Regions from separate parts of the Pan troglodytes genome. Here region 1 is linked to region 2. The links are chromatin contacts, called in public Hi-C maps. All regions are on one chromosome and are shown on one strand. The core of a region is the stretch at or near the end of the contact, and the rest is flanking DNA. Distances in the headings are between cores, read along the strand shown.

Region 1 (4,774 bases), core at 217-2,716, 280 kb before region 2:
TTTTTCAGACAACGTCGCTCTCGGAAACTTAGATTCCTTCTTCTTTTTGGCCCTCGACGAGCCCCCCTCCCCACCTGTTGTGAGCTCCGCCTTGGTCCCGGGAGACTGGCAGTGACACACACGGGCTCTGGGGAGCTCCGCGCCCGGAAACAAAGTCGCATGCCCCCCTCCCATGTGTTTGCTTCGAAATCGCTGCCTGCAGCCCCCCATTCCCGCGCAGCTCCCGCCCCCTGTGAGAATAAGGACTAAATAAACAGTTGTAACTCCAAACCTTGCGCCCGCGATCGTATCCCCATCCCACCCCCTTCTCCCTATTCCTCCCCCCTCCTTTATGTTGTTGCAACTTTGTGAGATCCTGGGGAAGGTGCTGAGACTTTGGCTCGGGCCGGTTTCCCGGTCTCTGGATCTTTGCAGGGATTCCCTGAGCCGCATCCTCTCTTCCCTCCACGCGCACTCGCGGGTCCTCGGAGCCCGCTGCCCTCTCTGTCCTGGCCCCTCGGCCTACTCACCCGTCCCGTCCCCTTCAGTTCCCCCCAGCCTGCACGGGGAAGACTTGCTGAGGGTCGCCCCGGTTTCTTGTCGACTGCAGAACCCGAAAGTTTGTAAGAGGAAGAGAGCGCGCGGCGAGCGAGCGAGCGGGCCGGGGGCAGCGGCAGCGGCGCCGGGGACCATGGTGCTGCCGGCGCCTCCTCCGCGGGCGTGAAGGCGGCGCTCCTACTCCCTCCCCGGACTCCGCGGGTAAGTCGAGGCGGCCGCGGGCGCGGGGTCCAGGGATACCGGAGAGCCCCAGGCGGCACTAGGGGTTCTCCGTCCCCAAAGAGCCAGCCGGGGTGGCGCGAGCCTAGCGATAAGGCACCGGGAGCGAGGAATGTGCCCATCCTCAGGCCGGTAGGTGCTTCGAAATACTGGACTTCCTCCCCTCCACCCTTTCCCCCTCTTTCTTTCCTAAATCTGAAAATCTGGAGATCAAAGTTTAGCGTGGAGTGTAAAGTGCTCCGATAAAATATGGTGACATCCTCGCCCCCCTTCTCACCCCACTCCCCTCTTATAACTATTAATTATTTCCAAGTCATTGTGTCCAAATACCCTTGCTGGGCTGATTACAAAGTGTATTGATTTAGTCTGGGCTCATCCTATGCTTTCGTCTTAATTCATTTTCTTTTTGCTCTACCAGAAGACCCAAAATGAAACTTATTTCTTCCTCTTCCCTACCTCCCCACCCCCCAAGCCCTCATCTGTGAGGCTTGGGCAGAATAATGAAATTAATATAAACATTTCATTTGGTTGCATTTGACCTTATGCAGTCCACTTCTGAGGGGCTGGAATTGCGCTCATGTCTGCTCACAGGTATTTTCCAAGTTAGCATTTTCTTTTTTGTCACTGCTCTTTAAACAGGAATGCCGGAGGAGCATTCTGGATTCCCTTTGAAAGGCATCTGTACATTCAAACCGTCTACACTTCACCATTGGTTGTACGTAGACTTAAGGGTTTAGGGCTTGGACAATAGCTGAGTTGAGAAGACCTCAAGGATATTTAAAGGAATTTTTCTGCTACTGAAAATATATTGAAGAATCGCTGCAAAATTTTTCCATTCCATCCCCTTTCCCCCACCCCCGTTTTCCACAGCAAGAATCAATTTGGAGGGAGATGTGTAAACTAGAATTTTTAAAGAAATAGTAAGACTTCAGGTGTTTTCTACCCAGGGATAGCCTACATAATTGAGAAAGAGGAGTTCCTGCTATTTTTCTGTTCCAGAGAGAAATGTATCAAATCTTTTTTAGAATTCCACTGGAGTTTTGATTCTCAAAGTGGAAATACCCATCCCTTTGGGTCCAGGAAAAGAAAATTCAGCTCACAGTTTCAGAAATTTGGACTGTTTTTTTTCCCCCCTCTGTCTTTCTATTTGAAACGTCTCACAATTAAAGAGCAAGAAAAATATAAAAAAGGAACTCAACTAGTTACCATTCAAAAGGTGTCAGCTAAAATCTCACTGCAAAGGGAAAAAAAAAGGTTTAACATCTTGCCACTGGCTGCATCCCCCACCCCCCTTAGACTTTGGATTAGTCATTGTATGAGAGAGAGGGAGAAAAAAAAAATCACTTTTTTTTTTTTTTTGGAAAAGTAAAGTAAACAGCCTCCAACTGCTGAACCTTGACAACCCAAATTAAGGAAGCAGGAGAGATCAAACAGAACTGCTGCTGGGTGGTTGTCAGGAGCTGCTACACGGAGAACCCTGGACTCTTCGATCAAGCAGCAAGGCTATATGTTCACTTATGCAGAAATGGACCATTGCAAATGCTAATCTTTGTTGTGCAAGCGAAGGCTCACTTGGAAGGAAATACTCAGCCCCTCTCTGGGCAGCATTTGAGTTCCTTATGGATGCCGAGTCGCGAAACAAGTTATTTTTTTTTAATGTATCCTTCTTTATGAGGAGAATGCTACCCAAAAATGTATTAAAGGAATATTAAGTCGTCCAGAGGCTGTCTTGCTACCAAGAACTGTGCAATGGAATTCTTTTTACCAGCATTAGACTCCTACACTAGAGTTAGATAACGTTTTCTCACATTGAGTTTAGAAGATCTGCCTTGTCAGGGAAGCCAAGGTTTTGTATGTGAGAGTTTAAATCTGATGTGAAGCTCAAAAAAAAAAAAAAAAAAAAAAGAAAAAGAAAAAAAAGAAAAAAAAAATCTCTGGTGATGAAGTTTTGTGTCAGCCCACTCTTGGAATTTAAAAAGGCGAGAGAGAGCAGTCTCCAGATTAGACAACCTCTTTTTTTAGATTGACATTCAACATGACCACGTTGCTACTTTTATTCAAGTTCTCTGTAACTTGTCCTTGCTTGTTGTCTAGGAAAATTTAACTACTTTACATTTTTAAAGGGAGTAGTAACAGTAATTACTGTAGCATTTTGTTTTCACAGGTTTATCAAAGTATAATGAAAGAAACATCAACTGTTCAAATTAACTGTCTCAGATAAGGGGTTTATATTGCTGGAGATGTCTAAGATTTTGTGTTTATATTTAAATCGTGGAGTATAAACTGTGTAACACTTTTTTTTTCTGGGATAAACTATCCCCAAATTAAATGTTATTTTAAATTAAGTAGAACAAAGTAGGAAATAGGATAAGTAAACACATACAGAAGAATAAAAATAATTGTCATTTAAGGATTATATTTTTAATTAACAAGTGTCGGTCACATAGTAAGCGGTTTATATATTTTTTGTAAGCCAGAGTTTCATAACCATGGTGCACAACATGTTTCAAAGTCTGTAGTTTTTACTAGATATACCTTTATTGTATAATTAAGCAGTGTGAGTTAAACATACACATGGATGCTATTAGGCAATTTTCTGCAATATGTAATGTTTTGAAAAAGCTATAAATATTTTCTAGTTAAACCATTTATACTTATAATAGCAAAAGTTAACTGAGTTAATATTGAGCCTAGGCATGGTTTTCTGTTACTGAGTTTTTCTTTGCCTTTTTAAAGACTATACCCCTGGCCTTGTAAATTTGCATCTTAGGCTCTGTTGAAGGGTATGTCTGTTTTCAGCAGTTGTTTAAATTAACAGAAGAATTGTGATATTTTTCAAATATATTTATATTGCAGGGGGTCCAGTGCCAAAATTAAGAAAGAGAAGGAATATAGCAGATGTGACAACTTCTTTTGAACCCAGCTTCCTCTTTGCAGCCAATCTTATTGTGCATATTTATTTGATTTTCATGTTTTACTTATGACTCAAACTCAGTTTTGAAACGCTATCTTGTAAGATTCCACATCTCAAAAAGTATGTATATTTAGACAAGGTTAGGTGTTACAGTACCTATCACATTTCAGTGGGAATGCCAAGAATATTTACAGGGTATAGCAAGAATTTTGTCCTTTAAAAATAATTTTAGGTATACGTTAATAAAACTGAAGTAGATTGCAGGCTGTCAGAACATAGTATAAATTTTGTTTATGATTCTGTTACTTTAAGGTACTTACATTAAAGAAACTCATTTAACCCCTGACTGAAGAGCATTAAGTGGGGAGGGAAACCCTCTGAAGAGCTCCTACTGCCCTTTGCTCTCCTGATAATCTTAAATTACTACAATTTAATTGCAACTTCAAGGCATTCAGCATGAGCTGTTTCTCCACGACCGAGAAAGGGTTTCCAGAGCATGGCTAGATTTACACAGGTGGTATTTTTGTTTTTAATTTTTTTTTTTTCTTTTTGCTAAGGGCTTTTCCTTTCTTCCTTATCCTGTCAGATGTCACACTTCTTTTATAGATTTCAGTCATAGTAAATGCCATTTTTGCTATACCAGCAATATTGGCCTTCCTTTTTTCTTTTTAAATGTGTTTTTTTGAATCTAGAGTATATAAAGCTCTCAAGCAGGTGGGGGTTTGTTTTCTAAAGAAAATAACCTCAAGAAAGGCATCTGCTGAATAGACAGGTGAACTTTATACCTGAGCCAATGTATACTTTTACTATTTGCAGGGGATTTTTTTTTTTTTAAGTTGATGGTAGTTAGTACCACCAGGTGATCAAACATTGAGTTTGTGAGACAAGCCAGCAAGCCAAGTAGGTTTGCACTTGGGCCCATGCATTTTTTTAATGATCTTTCTTGTCATTTGTTACTCTACTCTGCAGGCCACTTTGCTATACATATGCTATCCAAGGAACCATCTTAAACTGATTTTTCAACATATTTCTCTTCTCCGGTACTTGGATGAATTAAGGATAAAGGCTCCAAAAGCTGGAATGCCAGCAGGCCTTGAGATGAGG
Region 2 (5,190 bases), core at 119-2,618:
TTTGGAAAACTCGAATTATTTTCCTTAAATGATTAGTGAACTAGAGAATATAGTTAAGTAGCATTTTTTTGGCTTATTCTCTTTAATTGGATATGCTTGAATGTATTATGTGTGAGTATATATGCACATATATATGTGTGTATATGTGTATATATTTTTATGTACACTTTATATGCATATATCAAACAGATCTTTGTAGGTACAGAGTCACAAGTATCAACTTACAATGTGACAAAGCAGAGAAACGAGATGTATATCTGACAATTGTGACTAAACAAACCGATTGTTTAAAACTCGTAGAATGTTAAAGATTGAAATGCAACCCATAGTAGAACTCCAGGGATGGGTATACTACAAGTTCTTTTTGGAGTAGCTGGAGATACAACAATAGCACTCCCCCCCCGCCCCACGAGTGAGTTCTTAATTACTAATGAATACAATTCATTTTAATTGTTATTATAGCAACATAACATTTAACTATCTCCTGTTTAGTGGTGTCCCCTGGAATAGGCAGTGTCTCCTGTCAGAGTGAGGACAGGTAGAAGGCACAGCGGGCGTCTGATTGAGCCAGTTATTCATTTGCTGAGTGTTTGTGTTTATGCAAAGGGGCCTCTTCCTGCATATTTAATCTAGAGTAAGGCAGTGGCTTTTGTTGTGTTTAGCCCACATACCTTCAGTCCTTCCTCACACTGCCGCCAGCCTGGGAGCCCTGAGAGCCAGCAGGCTTCCAAGCGCCTGTAGTTTCTCCCTTACAAACTCTCAACTTTCTTCCGTTGTGTGAAAATTGCCTCTCCCGCCCCAAAGCTTTGCCTCCTCACCATGAACGGGTAAGTGTGTGCGAAGCCAAGGCTGACACTTTTGTTTCATTTTACTAATGTTGAGAGGGTACTTTGCTGCCCTTCTGAGCGCCTCCTGAAAGCAGTCCTGGTTCCTGGGCCGTCGTCAGCTTCTGGCTGCATTGAAATAGACAAGTACAGGTGCCTCTTAGGAAATGTGGCTGAATTTTGGACTCGCAGAGAAAGGCTCGTGAGGACTAGGGGGAATTAAAAAGAAAAGAGAGAGAGAGAGCAGCTTTATTATTCTTTGTCCTAACAAATCCTGTTTTGTAACTATCCTGCAGATAATGCTGCCATTGTTTGCTAAAAGCCTTCAAACAGTGTCTAAGACTGAACTGTAAGAAAACAGAAACTCTGCCGCTGTATTGTCTATACCCGGGCCAGGGTCCTCCCCGAAGGTCTGTGCCGGAATAGGAAAGGTTTTCTTCTGTGGAAATCGAATCGTCTCTTCATTGATATTAATAGCACACTAGAGATGTTGGCCATGATGCTCAGAGAGGCGGTCGGGAGGGAAGGAAATCTGATCTTGCTGGGGGGAAAATGACAGCCTCTTGGCCCCACGGTGGAGGAGACATCATCCAGGCTCAGTGTGCATAATGGCATCCTGGCTTAACTGTTTGCTCTAGGAATTTTAATCTTGAGCTGTTTGTTTTACTATCTGGGGTCTTGCTATTTTTTGTTCCTGTACTGTCTTTAGAAAGCACCATATTCAGGGGCTAATCCAGTCTTTTTTTAAAGTGAATTTTTAAAAACAGACTCAGAGAAATTCATGTAGTGTACACTTAGATCATTCTGGGGTATGATGGGGGTATTCTGCTTTCTTTTTGAGGGTAGAGTGTTATTTCAAAAATAAGTTGCCACAATTAACAAGGGTGAACCATTCAAGGAAGATATGTCCTGTGTGAAGATATTTCAGGGTGTGGGAATTATGTCCAGGCTCTAAAAGAAGGAGTTTTCATGACCAGTTAACTGTTGCCTCTGTTTGAGTAACTCTTTTCAACAGAAGAGTGTGCTGTTCCCCCGCAGGTTGGAAACTGTGAGAATTTAAATAAAATTTCATCAACCTTATTAAAATATGTAGGGACTTGTGTCTTCTTGGGTACAAATCAGTCTAGAGACTTAGAAGCATTTATTAACAGTGAGGCTGCTGAAGGTTTTTAATAACAAAATTACAAATACTCTATCTAATTGTAAGTATATGACTTTTATACTTGGTTTTTAAGGGGAAAAATACTTTTTTTTGAGGCAAAGTAACTCCGTCAGAGCACCTTCTGTGATTAGTGCTATTGTATTCTTAAATTTTGATTGATAGAGATAATAGTTTTCACTTAAAAATACAGACAGGTACTTTAACTTTCCATGACAATAGCTATTTGCATTTCTTTTATCTTTTTGTTTAACATTTGTGGGGGTTGGGATGGATTTGATTATTAACTCTTATTGCACACTAAAGGTGAATCTAAAACAAAGGCTTTGTTAGAGCTTCAAAGGGAAAACAGCAAATATTGTTTTTAGGTTTCAACATTTAAAGGCTGTTAAAGGATACCTATAAAATATTTTCACATGACCACGGCCAGGGTTTTCCTTTTCTGTAAGGTAGGAGAGAGTCATTTTTCCAAATGAGATGGGCCGATGTGGAGTGAGTGGGGGGCTGCCAGCCTGAAGTAATTTCATGGGCAAGCATCGACTGGGGTTTACTGCACCACGTGGCTTAATGTATAATATTTTAGGTTTTTGCCCTACTAGAATGGACTCCAAAGTTAGGTACTATGATCTGATGAGGGCCCCAGAGGATGAGGAGAAAGGAAGTAAAATGTTACTTGCAGGGATAGGAGAGAGATTTGAAGAATGGTGGATTCAAAGTCGCACATTTCTTTGATAGAGACAAGTAAAAGAAGTGTAGTGTTTGTGAAGCTGCAAGCCTGGGTAGCGTCCAAGTTTGCCTCTGGTCTCAGAGACCCCGGCTGCACAGCAGCTTCTTCCTTCCTTTTCTTTCTTGTTTCCTTGCTTTATTCTTTTCCTTTCTTTTTCCCCTCTGTTTTTCTCTATTTTTTCCTTTCTCCCCTTTTTCCGTTTTTATTTTCTTCTTTTCTTTCCTCATTCCCCACCTTCCCCACTTTTTTTTCTTTTCTTTTTTGAAATCTTACTCAGTATTTGAAGCCTTAAGGGCATAGAACAAACTTTGAGATTGATTTTGGAGTAGATTTTCTTCACTATAGAAAATAAAGTGACCCTTGTCTTATATTTTTCAATAGTCAAATATATGTTGATGTCCTTATATTTTCTAAGAAGTCATTGAAAAACAAGATATTAAAGCCCACAGAAGATAAGATTCCCTATTTAAAGAGGCAGCAAACTCTTGGAAATTGGCCTATTTGGACCAGTTTTTGCAAATGAGTACAGGCCATTTGATTGGAGGATTTGGGGGTATGGGAAGTTTGAACCATGTTCCTTCCTCAGTTTCCTAGTAAGAAAGTGTCCTCTAGCCATAGACCTACTGAACTGCCCCCTATCACCACCCAGGGGCTTGCTTTGCTCATCTTTGCATCTTTATTAAGACTGGTACACAATAGGTTCTCAGCCAGTATTGGGTAGGCTGAAGATTGAGATGAACTATGTTGGGCATACTTCAGAGTTGCTTTTGCACAATTATATAAAATGAAATATAATGCAGAAATCTTAATGCAGATAATTTATTTTAGCTGTCAAGAAAGGGAAGGGGGAAATACTATAAATGGGGAAAAAAAGAGCTGATACTCTTCATTTTCAGTTTTGTGAAATGAGATTGCACCTCCACATTTACCTGCAACTCAGTTCCAAGTAGGACATACTAGTGGACACCGTGTATTATATGTCACACAGATTAAATTAAGGGCAAAATATATCCATAGAAAGTATGATATTGAAACACTACAATAATCTGAGGGTTCTTTAGAATAACAGTCCTAATTAGGGAGGAGGGGTGGTTGGGGAGGTAGAGAAAGAGGAACGTACATTTAGTGTCTCACCCTAGAGTTCGCAGTAGAAATTTGGTGTCCTGGACATGGTTTTTGTGGTCACTGTGTAGCTTCAGGTAAATGATACTGTTGCAATCAATAGTGAAGAGGCCGCGGAACAATTCTGGTGTTCACAGGATCTTAACTGTTACAGAGAATGACATAAAGGAAAATAAGTAATTTCTGTTTACCGTATCCTTGGCTCACTTTTAAAACCTAAAACCAGTAGGAAACTTAAAAAAGAAAGAGAAAAAGAAAAAAAAACGCAATTCGTATGGAGACAGCATTTTTTAAAAGAAGACAAGTGGGCTGGAGGGGAATGTATTTCTTTTATCTTTATCTTTTTTTTTTTTTTTTTTTTACATAAAAGCTTTGCATAATCATTTAATTTTAGTTTTGGTGCTTGTGCTGCCAGTAAGCATACAGGTAAATAGTTGATCTATTTGATAAGTAAAAGTGATTTAAAGAAAATAGCAAATATAGTATTGGAAAGGGAAGTTTTATGCTTTGGAAAAAATGAAATGCATATTTTTCTGCTAGTTGTTGGTTTCCAATTCTTCTAAGCTAGTAATGAGGCAGACTCGGGCCCCAGTACTAGCCCTAATTTTCTTGTCTATTATATTGACACATTTCATTTACTTTAGCATGATGGCAAACAGCTGTTGAACTATTAATCTTTTCTCAGCAAAACTAGAAAAATGTCTTTTAGATTACTTTGTTAATGTTATACCTTCTCTAAAAATGAAAATCAACAGAAGTAAATTAATGAGTGGCCAATCGTGCATGTGCACCAAAATTTATGGAACTTCAAAATGGAGAAAGATAGAGATTATATCCCACTGCCAATTTTTTATGTATAAGTGAAAATTCAATGTAGTCAGTTTCGTATTGTTTTAGTATTTATAAATTGGACGGTCAGTTGTATAATTTTGTTGTAATTCTTTCCCCAGTATCCCTAGGGGAAAAAAATGATACTTGTTAAATCTGAGGCTGAATCAGCTTCTATTTTTGTTCTGTGTTCACTTACACACTATACTGTGTGGATAGGTGAGTAGAAAAACAGGTCTAGTGTTTACCTGAAAGTGTTCCGCAGGTTCAAATGCAGCACTGGAGATAACTTTATTCGAAGTAGGCATTTTCAGCAGTTTTTTAAAAAAATTAAATTTTAACGAGGTCCAGTTGTTTGCCAGGCCTATATGATAGCAAATCTCATCTGCATTGCAAAGTCTAATACTATAGGTCTGACTGCCAAACATGCAAAAATAGACACAGCTCAATAGATAAACATATAAATTAGTTTACAGTGCATGTATTGGAGAACATCTCAAGTAAAAAGGAGAGAGGAAAAGGCGTTCTTG

The links. Hi-C and Micro-C count contacts between places; a contact is called where the count stands out from the background.
Region 1: a contact with region 2 is called in a Hi-C map of stem cell-derived neural progenitor cells, with 3 times the contacts expected there. The contact joins the promoter of LOC134809482 here to the enhancer-like site in region 2. A contact is called at or near these places in 2 of 7 Hi-C or Micro-C datasets (blood and stem cell-derived neural progenitor cells) and 1 of 1 datasets of contacts at active chromatin or transcription factors (stem cell-derived excitatory neurons).

The regions. Positions count from the first base shown.
Region 1 is chr2:75,571,359-75,576,132 of NHGRI_mPanTro3-v2.0_pri, reverse strand. LOC134809482 reads right to left here and starts at 1,466. Exons shown (of 4, transcript XM_063806304.1): 1 at 1,346-1,466; 2 at 510-1,051. The coding sequence starts at 1,466. All of the region lies in intron 1 of FOXP1 (forkhead box P1), which reads left to right.
Region 2 is chr2:75,295,474-75,300,663 of NHGRI_mPanTro3-v2.0_pri, reverse strand. The region is part of intron 3 of FOXP1 (forkhead box P1); the gene reads left to right. It overlaps LOC104005616 (a long non-coding RNA gene), which reads right to left. Exons shown (of 6, transcript XR_008547286.1): 4 at 3,831-3,977; 5 at 819-1,033. Among named protein-coding and RNA genes, the nearest start is that of MIR1284, 240 kb to the left of the region's middle. Within about 2 kb of position 1,368, at least 13 of the 24 cell types and tissues checked have an H3K27ac peak or open chromatin away from gene starts, as enhancers often do. A contact at or near this core is called in stem cell-derived neural progenitor cells, where this site is marked.